Linked DNA regions of Mus musculus: regions 2 and 3 are each linked to region 1. Evidence: chromatin contacts called from public ChIA-PET data. All regions are on one chromosome and are shown on one strand. Each heading gives the region's core, a stretch centred on a gene start, on an enhancer-like site or on the middle of the called end of the contact. The rest is flanking DNA. Distances are from core to core; before and after follow the strand shown.

The links. ChIA-PET counts read pairs in DNA pulled down with a chosen protein or histone mark.
Region 2: an RNA polymerase II ChIA-PET map of effector CD8 T cells shows a contact between it and region 1, with 12 read pairs. The contact joins the enhancer-like site here to the promoter of Zfr in region 1. A contact is called at or near these places in 5 of 39 promoter capture datasets (HPC-7-derived erythroid cells, fetal liver, hematopoietic stem and progenitor cells and 2 more), 3 of 484 Hi-C or Micro-C datasets (the G1E-ER4 cell line and embryonic stem cells) and 1 of 115 datasets of contacts at active chromatin or transcription factors (effector CD8 T cells).
Region 3: a contact with region 1 is called in an RNA polymerase II ChIA-PET map of memory CD8 T cells, with 6 read pairs. The contact joins the enhancer-like site here to the promoter of Zfr in region 1. A contact is called at or near these places in 6 of 39 promoter capture datasets (3T3-L1-derived adipocytes, cranial neural crest, hippocampal neurons and 2 more), 1 of 484 Hi-C or Micro-C datasets (LSK cells), 2 of 115 datasets of contacts at active chromatin or transcription factors (epiblast stem cells and memory CD8 T cells) and 1 of 9 other capture datasets (embryonic stem cells).

The regions. Positions count from the first base shown.
Region 1 is chr15:12,116,553-12,119,303 of GRCm38.p6, reverse strand. It overlaps Zfr (zinc finger RNA binding protein), which reads right to left and starts at 1,453. Exons shown (of 20, transcript NM_011767.2): 1 at 1,357-1,453; 2 at 966-1,065. The coding sequence starts at 1,393.
Region 2 is chr15:12,374,135-12,377,042 of GRCm38.p6, reverse strand. Pdzd2 (PDZ domain containing 2) reads left to right here. Exons shown (of 26, transcript NM_001081064.2): 21 at 663-2,908. Among named protein-coding and RNA genes, the nearest start is that of Golph3, 54 kb to the right of the region's middle. Within about 2 kb of position 1,287, at least 120 of the 459 cell types and tissues checked have an H3K27ac peak or open chromatin away from gene starts, as enhancers often do. A contact at or near this core is called in effector CD8 T cells, fetal liver and hematopoietic stem and progenitor cells, where this site is marked.
Region 3 is chr15:12,575,762-12,578,471 of GRCm38.p6, reverse strand. The region is part of intron 3 of Pdzd2 (PDZ domain containing 2); the gene reads left to right. It also overlaps the pseudogene Gm2606. Among named protein-coding and RNA genes, the nearest start is that of Gm41273, 74 kb to the left of the region's middle. Within about 2 kb of position 1,336, at least 79 of the 459 cell types and tissues checked have an H3K27ac peak or open chromatin away from gene starts, as enhancers often do. A contact at or near this core is called in memory CD8 T cells, where this site is marked.

The DNA of each region.
Region 1 (2,751 bases), core at 204-2,703:
AATACAGGGTTTTGCCTCTTGTTTCTGCGATAAGATGTATAAGGAATTACAGCTACTTTAGCAATGACAGCTATCTGGAGGTAGAGGATTCATCCCAGGCACCACAACTACTCGGTATACAGTCACTGGCATTTTCTTTTTCCCCGGGCGGGGCGAGGGGCAGGGGGGAAGACCTCAAAGGAGAACCACCGGTCCACTTGGAGCCGTCCTCAATGGCTCCAAAGGCTACACACGCATCATCTACCCTAGGAACTTCGCACATCTTTTTCGGTCTAACAGCTAAACGATTCACAGGTGGTTGGCATATTAACATCTCCGCGAGCAAGAAAACCCAAAGGGAATGAGATGGAGGCGATGACGCTGGCAAAGTGGCAGTTAATCTGAGGGGCTGGGGGCAGGGGGGTGGTTGGTGGCGTCGGGGACCCAGGGCCAAGGGAAGGTACCGACAAAGACCTGCTGTGTGATCTGGGCTCCGGGGGCGTCGCGGTAGAGGCCGCTGACTCCGCACTCCGCGCGAGGCCCCTCGGCTCACTCTCTCTCCATTCCCCGAGCCAAAGGGAAGATAAGAGGTGGGGGGGTGACAGGGTGGAGGCGGGGACCCGGGAAGCCGAGGGGCCGCAGCGGGCGGCTCGGCTCCGCTCCAAGGCCGCGGGAGGCCATTTTACCTCCGGGGCCGTCCAAGGCCCTCCACGTCCCCAACCCCTCCGCAGTCATCCCTCCCCCGTCTCGGCCCCTCCGGGGGCCGCTGTCCGCCGGAGCCGGAGGCCGAGTGCGACACGGCAGGGAAGGGCGGGTGTGGGGAGGGTGCGGGGGGCTCCCGGCCGCGCCTGCCGCGGGGACCCGGGCTCTCGGGGCGGTGCGGCGGGGGCGGGGGCGGATGCGGCCGCGGGGCCGGAGCGTCGGCGGGAGCCGGACCGCGGGGCGCGGAGGGAAGAGGAAAAAGGGAGAAGGCGGGGAGCCGTTACCTATACTGGGCCGCAGCCGCCGCCGCCGCCGCCCCGCTGTGGGTGAATCCAAAGTAGTTGCCGGTCGCCATTTTGGCATCTTCCCCCAGCCGGCTGGGCACTGCGGCGGGCACGGAGAGTCAGGTCCCATGGCGGGAGGGCAGCCGTCAAGGGGTCGGGGTGCCGAGGGATGGCAAGGGAGAGAAAAGGGGCCGTGAGAAGCCGCCCTGGCCGGCGGGGACCGCGGCCGCGCCGCCGTCCGCCTCCCTCCCCGCACTCCCTCACTCACTCGCACGCCCGGGTGGCGGCCGCCGCCTCCTCCCCGGAGCTGGCCCCAACCCCCGCGCCTACCCGCCGCCCAGGGCCGGGGCAGGGCATGGCAGAGGCCTCCACGGGCCACATTTAGACTCACCATAGGTGAAAGAAACTACAGGGCATATGGGAATCATGGGCTCGGGCTGCTGCTGCTGAACTCTGAACTCTCACCCGCTGCCTCCCTCCTCTGCCCCACTCCTCCTCAGCGGAGAACAGACCGCCGCCGCCGGCCGCACCGCGCAAGCGCGCTAGTGCGATGCATCCTGGGAGATGTAGTCCTTACGCCCCGCGCCAACCCCCCCACCCCCCACCCGGGGGCTGGCGCAGGGCCCCCCGAGGAGCGGATTTCTGGGGTGCGGATGTGGGGTTCTCTCGTGGGACTACGGGCCCGGCCTTATCCTAAGCGATGGTGACTCGCACCCGCTGCAGGGAGGCTACAAGGCGGAGGAAGAGCGCCTCGCTCGGCCGCGGGGGAGTCGGGCAGCGTGACCAGATAGCGTGACGTCTGTTGGCCTTTTCGCCGCCTTACTTTTTCACCGGTTTCCTTTACTTTTGCGGCTGCGTTTGTTCTCTCTTTCAGCCCTCCTCTCTCCTTTAATTTCCATTAACATTTGAGCTGGCCTAATTCCTGTTGCTTGTCACTGGCCTTTGGAAAGGGGAGGAGACAACGATGGGGGGGAAAAGAGCAGAGGAAGTGCTGCACCAAGCATCTGCCCAGAACCCTGCCTGTCACAGGGGTCACACATTTTGCCAAGACCCCGCCCCACCTCACAGACAAGGAGCCTTTCAGGGTCATGTTGGCGGCCCCCAACAAGGTGTTGGGCGTTGTAGATGCCAGAAACGAAACGTGACATGTTGTAGGAGCAAAACAAAATCCCTGTTCACATGGAATTTTTGTTCTGGGAAGTCTTATGACACACTAGAGCCAAAAACATAGAAAATGTGGTGGGTGGGACTGGAGTATTAGGAATAAAAACAGGACAATGAAGATAAGGGGAGTTCGGGCGGTTAGGGCAAGCCCTGGAATAGAGACCTGACAGAAGCAAGAAAACCACCCAGGTAGCTACCTGGAGGAAGGGCAGTGGAGAAGTCTATAGAGTATCAAGGAAGTCACTCTGGCTAGAACTGAGTGCGGGGATGACCAGTTCAAATGTCTTTGTGAGAGTCTTAGATTTCCTGGGTAGAGGGGCATACACCTATAAATCCCATCATTGGAGAGGCTGAGACAGGAGGATTTCCCAGAGTTCTAGACCTGCCTACACTACAGAGGGAGACAGTGTTTCAAAATAGAAACTACCCACCTATTCACTCCTTACCTGAGCTTCAAAAGAGTGCCAGGTCTCCCTGGGTCAGGATCAATACTTTATAAATAGTTCTTTACTGCATGCAACTGTGTCTTCATTACAGATGCTTTAGTGTTATCTCTGTATTGTCTCAGGCCATTTTCAGTCACACCTCCCCCACCTCCACCCCCCCCCCCCCCGCCCATTTC
Region 2 (2,908 bases), core at 38-2,537, 260 kb before region 1:
ATCCGTCCCTCATGAGCCCCTCTCAAGCTTCCTCTACCGTTAAGGCTTCCTGGAATAACTGGCTTTCAGATCCCCTGTTTGGACAAGTCACTTCAAAGCCGAGCTGAAGCTCAGTACCAACAAGGGCCCCACCTGGAGCGTCGGCTCCGTCTCCTGTGCAGCGCAAAAAAAAAAAAAAAAAAAAAAAAGCAAGCCTCCCTGTGGTTTGGAGGTTGAACTGTTTCTTGGTACAGTCCGAGTCACTCATAGTCAGATAAATAGATGCTGGAATGAGGTAAGACACGAAGCCTCTGCCCAGTCTAGGCCAAAGCTAAGGAATACAACCAACGGTGTCTGTCTTTCCAGAACTGCTGACGGCAGAGACATTTGGGTAAAGAAACCCAGGCAGAAGATTTCTGGTGTCTCCTATCTGAAAGCAAACAAAGAGGGAAATGGGCAAGTTTAAATGTCCATTCTGCTTGTCCCAGTTACTTTAAGGCCATTAAAGCAGGGTGGTGGTTCCTAGATCTGAGCGCTCTACAATTGGAGAGAGAAAAAAACCAAAGGTCTAGATGCAGGCTGTGGACTTCTGAGAAACAGTATTGAGATGGCTTATGTTTGCAGAACTTCTAGAGGGTTCCCGTTTGCTTACACTTCCCTTTCCTCTCCCCTACCCTATACAGGATGGGATGGGTCCTCAGACCATCCCCCTTCCCCAGGGAAGAGCAGGGAAGTTCGTCCTGACTCCAGCGAGACTCCTGCAGTCACCGAGCAAGTCCTCCAACCTGAGAGCCTCAGCCAGCCTGTGTCTCCCGGGACCTCGGAGCCTGAGTCCCAGGGCGTATCTAAAATGAAGCCAGCCAGCCAGAGAAGCCTGTCTCCCAGGGAGAAGGCCTCAGCTCTTCCCGACTCCAGCAGGACTTGGGCTGGCCCTGGGGACAGCACTCCCAGCACCAGGAGAGCAGCTGTCCCCATGAGCATAGGAGAGACACGAGCTACGGCCATCCCTCATCCCTCCCTCCTGGGTCAGGAAAGGAGCCGAGACCCCTCGGGTCCCAGCAAGGCCCTGGAAACTCCAGGACACTGCGTACCTACAAGCTTGAAAGATAGGGCTCTGCTTGAAGAAACAGCGTCAGCATCTGGAAAGTTGTCACACGCCGGTCCCTCTGTGCCAGTGACTACTGATGGGACCCTGTCGGGGAGCACAGAGAGCCCGGTGACAGACATTGACAAGTTCATTGGGGAAGCCCCGGAGGCGTGGCTTTCTCAGTCTCCTCAGAGAGCAGACTGCAGGACTCACCAGGACATTTTTGAGAGTCAGCCACCAGGGGGAGCTGGGGGTGGCAGTTCCCACCATGGGAAGACCGGAGGCACAGGCTCACCCCCACCCCCTCAGTGGACCTTCCAGCCTTCCGTTCTGGATTCCGTCCATCCTGACAAACAGTTGGCTGGGAACAAAAACTTTCTGAACAACTACTCCAGAAATTTTAGCAGTTTCCACGAAGACGGCGTCTCGGAACCTTCGCCCTCGTCCATGTATGGCGATGCTGAAGACTCGTCTTCAGACCCCGAGTCTCTTGTTGAAGATCCACGAGCAGCGGCCAGGAACAACTGGCCAGCTCCTCCATCTCATGAGTCCTCCCGTAAGGAAGGTAGCAGTGAGTCTGAGGACGAGCAAATAGAAATCTGTGCCCCAGGTGGTTGTCCTGAGACCCCAGTGCCTGCCCAAGCTCCTGCCCAGGCTGCAGGCGGCGCAGTTCCCTCGGTACAGCAGACTGTGAGGGAGCCGGTGGGGGACGCCTGCGAGAAAGCCTGCTTCATGACAGGAGCCTCGAACACTTGCATCCCGGGCTCTTCCCAGCCATTTTCCTTCCTGGATGTAAGCTCTCTGGAGCATGAGACTTGGGCGGGCGTACAGACTTCACGGAGCCACATGCCCGGGTGCGCAGAGGAAACCTTGGCGGTCAGCAGCACCGGCTCAGTCGTGGGAGACAGCCAGCCTTCTCAAACGACCAGACCTTGTGGAAACCCGCCATTTGTGCTCAGGAACCCAGATATGGTAAATGGTTTGGGACAGGACCTGCTGGATGAGGGAACCCCAGACAAAGGAGCAGATGCCTCTCATGTCATGAGCAGTGTGTATGCCCTGGGGGCCGAGGGCCCTAAGAATGGAGAGGCCGTTTTGGCAAACCTACACATTGCCAAGGGCGGCAACCTGGACGGCTTGCTACAGAAACCAAAAACGACCTCCAGGAGGCCTATCATGACCTGGTTTAAAGACATAAATAAAGACAGCCAAGGCGCACATCTGCAGAGCAAATCTGAGAAGGAACAACCCTCAATGCTGGCTATGAGTCCTGGCTCGAAAGGCAACACGGTGAACCCCAGCCACAGAAAGGGAATGGCTGTGCCTAAGAGTCCACCTCCCCGGCAGAAGAGTCAAGAAAATAAGGACCTATCCCCTAAAAGCCCAGTGGAAACACTAAGTAACTGTCAGAAGCCCAAGGGCAGCCCGAAGCTTAAGAGGCTGAACAGCAAAAGCAAAGCCAGTCCGGAGGCACCTGTGGCCAGTCCCGCTAAGGGCGGCAGGACCGACCACAGGAAGTCCTTGCCTTCACCCCAGGCTGCCCATAAAATGCTTTCTAAGGCAGTGTCACACAGGCTCCACATAGCTGACCAAGAGGAGCCTAAGAACACTGCTGGAGACACCTCCAAGCCTCCCCAGTGTGTGCCAGAGAGCAAGCCACCCCTGGCTGCCTCTGGGTCGCTGAGGACCTCCGCATCTGACACAAGCATTAGAACCATTACTTCTCCCCTGACCTCCCCCAAGCCTCTCCCTGAGCAAGGTGCAAACAATAGGTTCCACATGGCTGTCTACCTGGAATCTGACACAAGCTGTCCAGCCACCTCCAGGCCCCCTAGGTATGGA
Region 3 (2,710 bases), core at 87-2,586, 460 kb before region 1:
ACAACCATCTATAACTCCAGTCCCAGGGATCCAGCGCCCTCTACTGGCCTCTGAGGCTACAAGGCATGTGTGCAAACAAAGCATCCATGTACAGAATAAAAACCATATTGAACACATGAATGATGGGTGTCTCCCCAAAGCCTCTGCATGCGCGGCATTTGTTACACAGTGAGAGAAAAGAGTGACCTGGTCAGTAATAATTCCCTCCTAGTCTCTACTCACTGTTCTCCATGCGGGAATCACACCTTCCTCGTGATTGCATCTCCCTGAGAATGAGATCTGTTCTGGTGGGGTTTCTGTAGCTGCTGTAAGGGCTGCCCCCCCCCCGGGGGGGGGGTAGAGAAGGTGGATAATGCTGACAGCTCAGCATCAGCATATGAAGCTCTGGTTTAGACCTTGGCTCAACCTTGCTAAGCTTTGGATCACACTTTCAAATGGAAATAAGCCTGGGGTGGGGGGGAACCGCTAAACATGTAGACATTGTTGCCAGTAGGTCCTTGTGAAGATAAGGCCGATACAGGACGGACCCTATGGGAGGCTGAGGGGATTAGATGAAGTGATGTTTAGGAGTTCATGAACAGTGGTGCATGGTACCCTCTAGAAACAGTGGCTCATGCATAGTAGAAAAACATTCTTTGAAGCACTAGTCCCCTTCTTGCGTGAAGTGCTGGGTATTCTAACTTGTTTTGTACCTCGGGGTTCTGGCCCTTTCTCCTTCCACCTCCAAATCCCCATCCCAACCTCTACCTATCGGCCATTCCACATGTGATCGATAACCTCAATCCTGATCCTGCCTGGAGGCTTGATTGACAGCTGGATTGGTCTCCTGGGAGTTTAAGTTGAGCGGATAAGGCCAGGCTGCTCAGCGGTGTAAACAGACTGAAAGGTCTCATGGAATCAGGTCCCAGAAGCCGCTGGAGCAAAGCACACAGTTGTCACAGGAGAGAGAAAGCCAGCTCATTCAGAGGGACACAGCTTAGGCATGCAGCCTGGGACGGTTCCCAGGAGGACAGGGGAGGCACCACCAGTTCCCACCATGCCCAGCTGCAGTGTTCCTTGATATTTCCTCGTCCTCGTAAAGGATGTTTTGCCAACAGATTAACCCCGGTCAGAGGTCCACTGTGGAGACAGACAGAGCTGGTTCTCATCCACCGAGGGACGCCATGCCCAAGTACTGACTCCACATAAACACAAAAGAAAATTAAATTGCCTTTTCTTTGGACTTTTTCCAGAATCTGTCAGGACAGTTAAATTCCCAGTGGCCTCTGGAGGGCACTGTTTAATTAAGTTTATTTTGTGATGGCACGCAGGGCAAGAAATGTGGTAAGAAATGTGCTGTAAGGTGCTGCCTACCATTTGGTGAGACCCTACAATAGCACCTAGTGCTAGCCAGGTGAAGAGGCGGTTCTGTGGCTGTTACACATTAAACAATGGCAGTCTTAGTCGTCTCTTGGCTGTCTGGCATGTGTAGATTGCTTTTTAGAAAAGGTTGTTCTTGTTTCTTCTGGTGTGTTTTAACAGGTGCTGAACAAAACGAAAGCTTTTTCTTTCTTTTAGTTTCAATGAATGGAGAGACCCGGGGTTACAGCTTGTGAAAGGAAGCGGTTCAAATTCAGTTGGCCTTCAGTTACTCGGCGAAGGGAGACATAATTCTTATGATTTGGGGACATGTATTCCTTTTTAATTAGAAAGACAGAAAATAATGGAGCATGGGTGTAAACAGAAAGGAGAGGTGTTGAAAAAGTGTCTGGTTCATATGGGATAATTACCTGAACACACACATACACACACACACACACACACACACATACACACACACACACACACACACACACACACACCCCACAGCTTAGAAGGTGAGGTGACTCCTGCCTCATACATTCAGTTCTTCAGGCTATTGTGTTGGTTTCCAATTGGGCCAGAGCAAAGGGGGAAAGAGCTTTTTCTATCTGTTCACTGCCACCACGGTGGGAAGGCAGGAGTGAGGGTCCCTGGCAGTCTTAAGTGACAGTTCTTCACTAAGCCTGAAATAACCAGCTCTCTCTTTCCCTCCCTCCATTCCTCTTCCTCTCAGACTCTCTCTCCTCTCTCTCTCTCTCTCTCTCTCTCTCTCTCTCTCTCTTTCTTTCTTTCTTTCATAATATATTTGAGTAAAAAACCCTGCTTGCAGTTTGATGCAAGGTTTGCTGGCCAGCAAGCCTCTGGATCCTCCTGTGTCTGCCTGCCCATCACTACTAGGATTCGAGACGCATGCTGCCACATCCAGCTTTTTACATAGATTCTGGGGACCGAACTCAGGTCCCCATGCTTGTGTGGTAAGCAATCCACTGATTGCATTGTCTCCCTCACCCCTAGGCAGTCTCTGACTCTCTATGGTCTTTTTTTTTTTTTTTTTTTTTTTGGGTGCAGCGAACTTTATTGATGGTATTCAAGAGAGTAGGGAGGGCTCCCTAGGCCCCTCCTGTTATTATGGGGGTCTGGGATGGAAATTGTGAGGGAGATGCTCAGTGTTGGGGGCCGAGTTGGGATAGGGCCTCTCTCTTGCTCAGTGTCCTTGCTGGGGTGGGTGGTCCAGGGTTTCTTACTCCTTGGAGGCCATGTAGGCCATGAGGTCCACCACCCTGTTGCTGTAGCCGTATTCATTGTCATACCAGGAAATGAGCTTGACAAAGTTGTCATTGAGAGCAATGCCAGCCCCGGCATCGAAGGT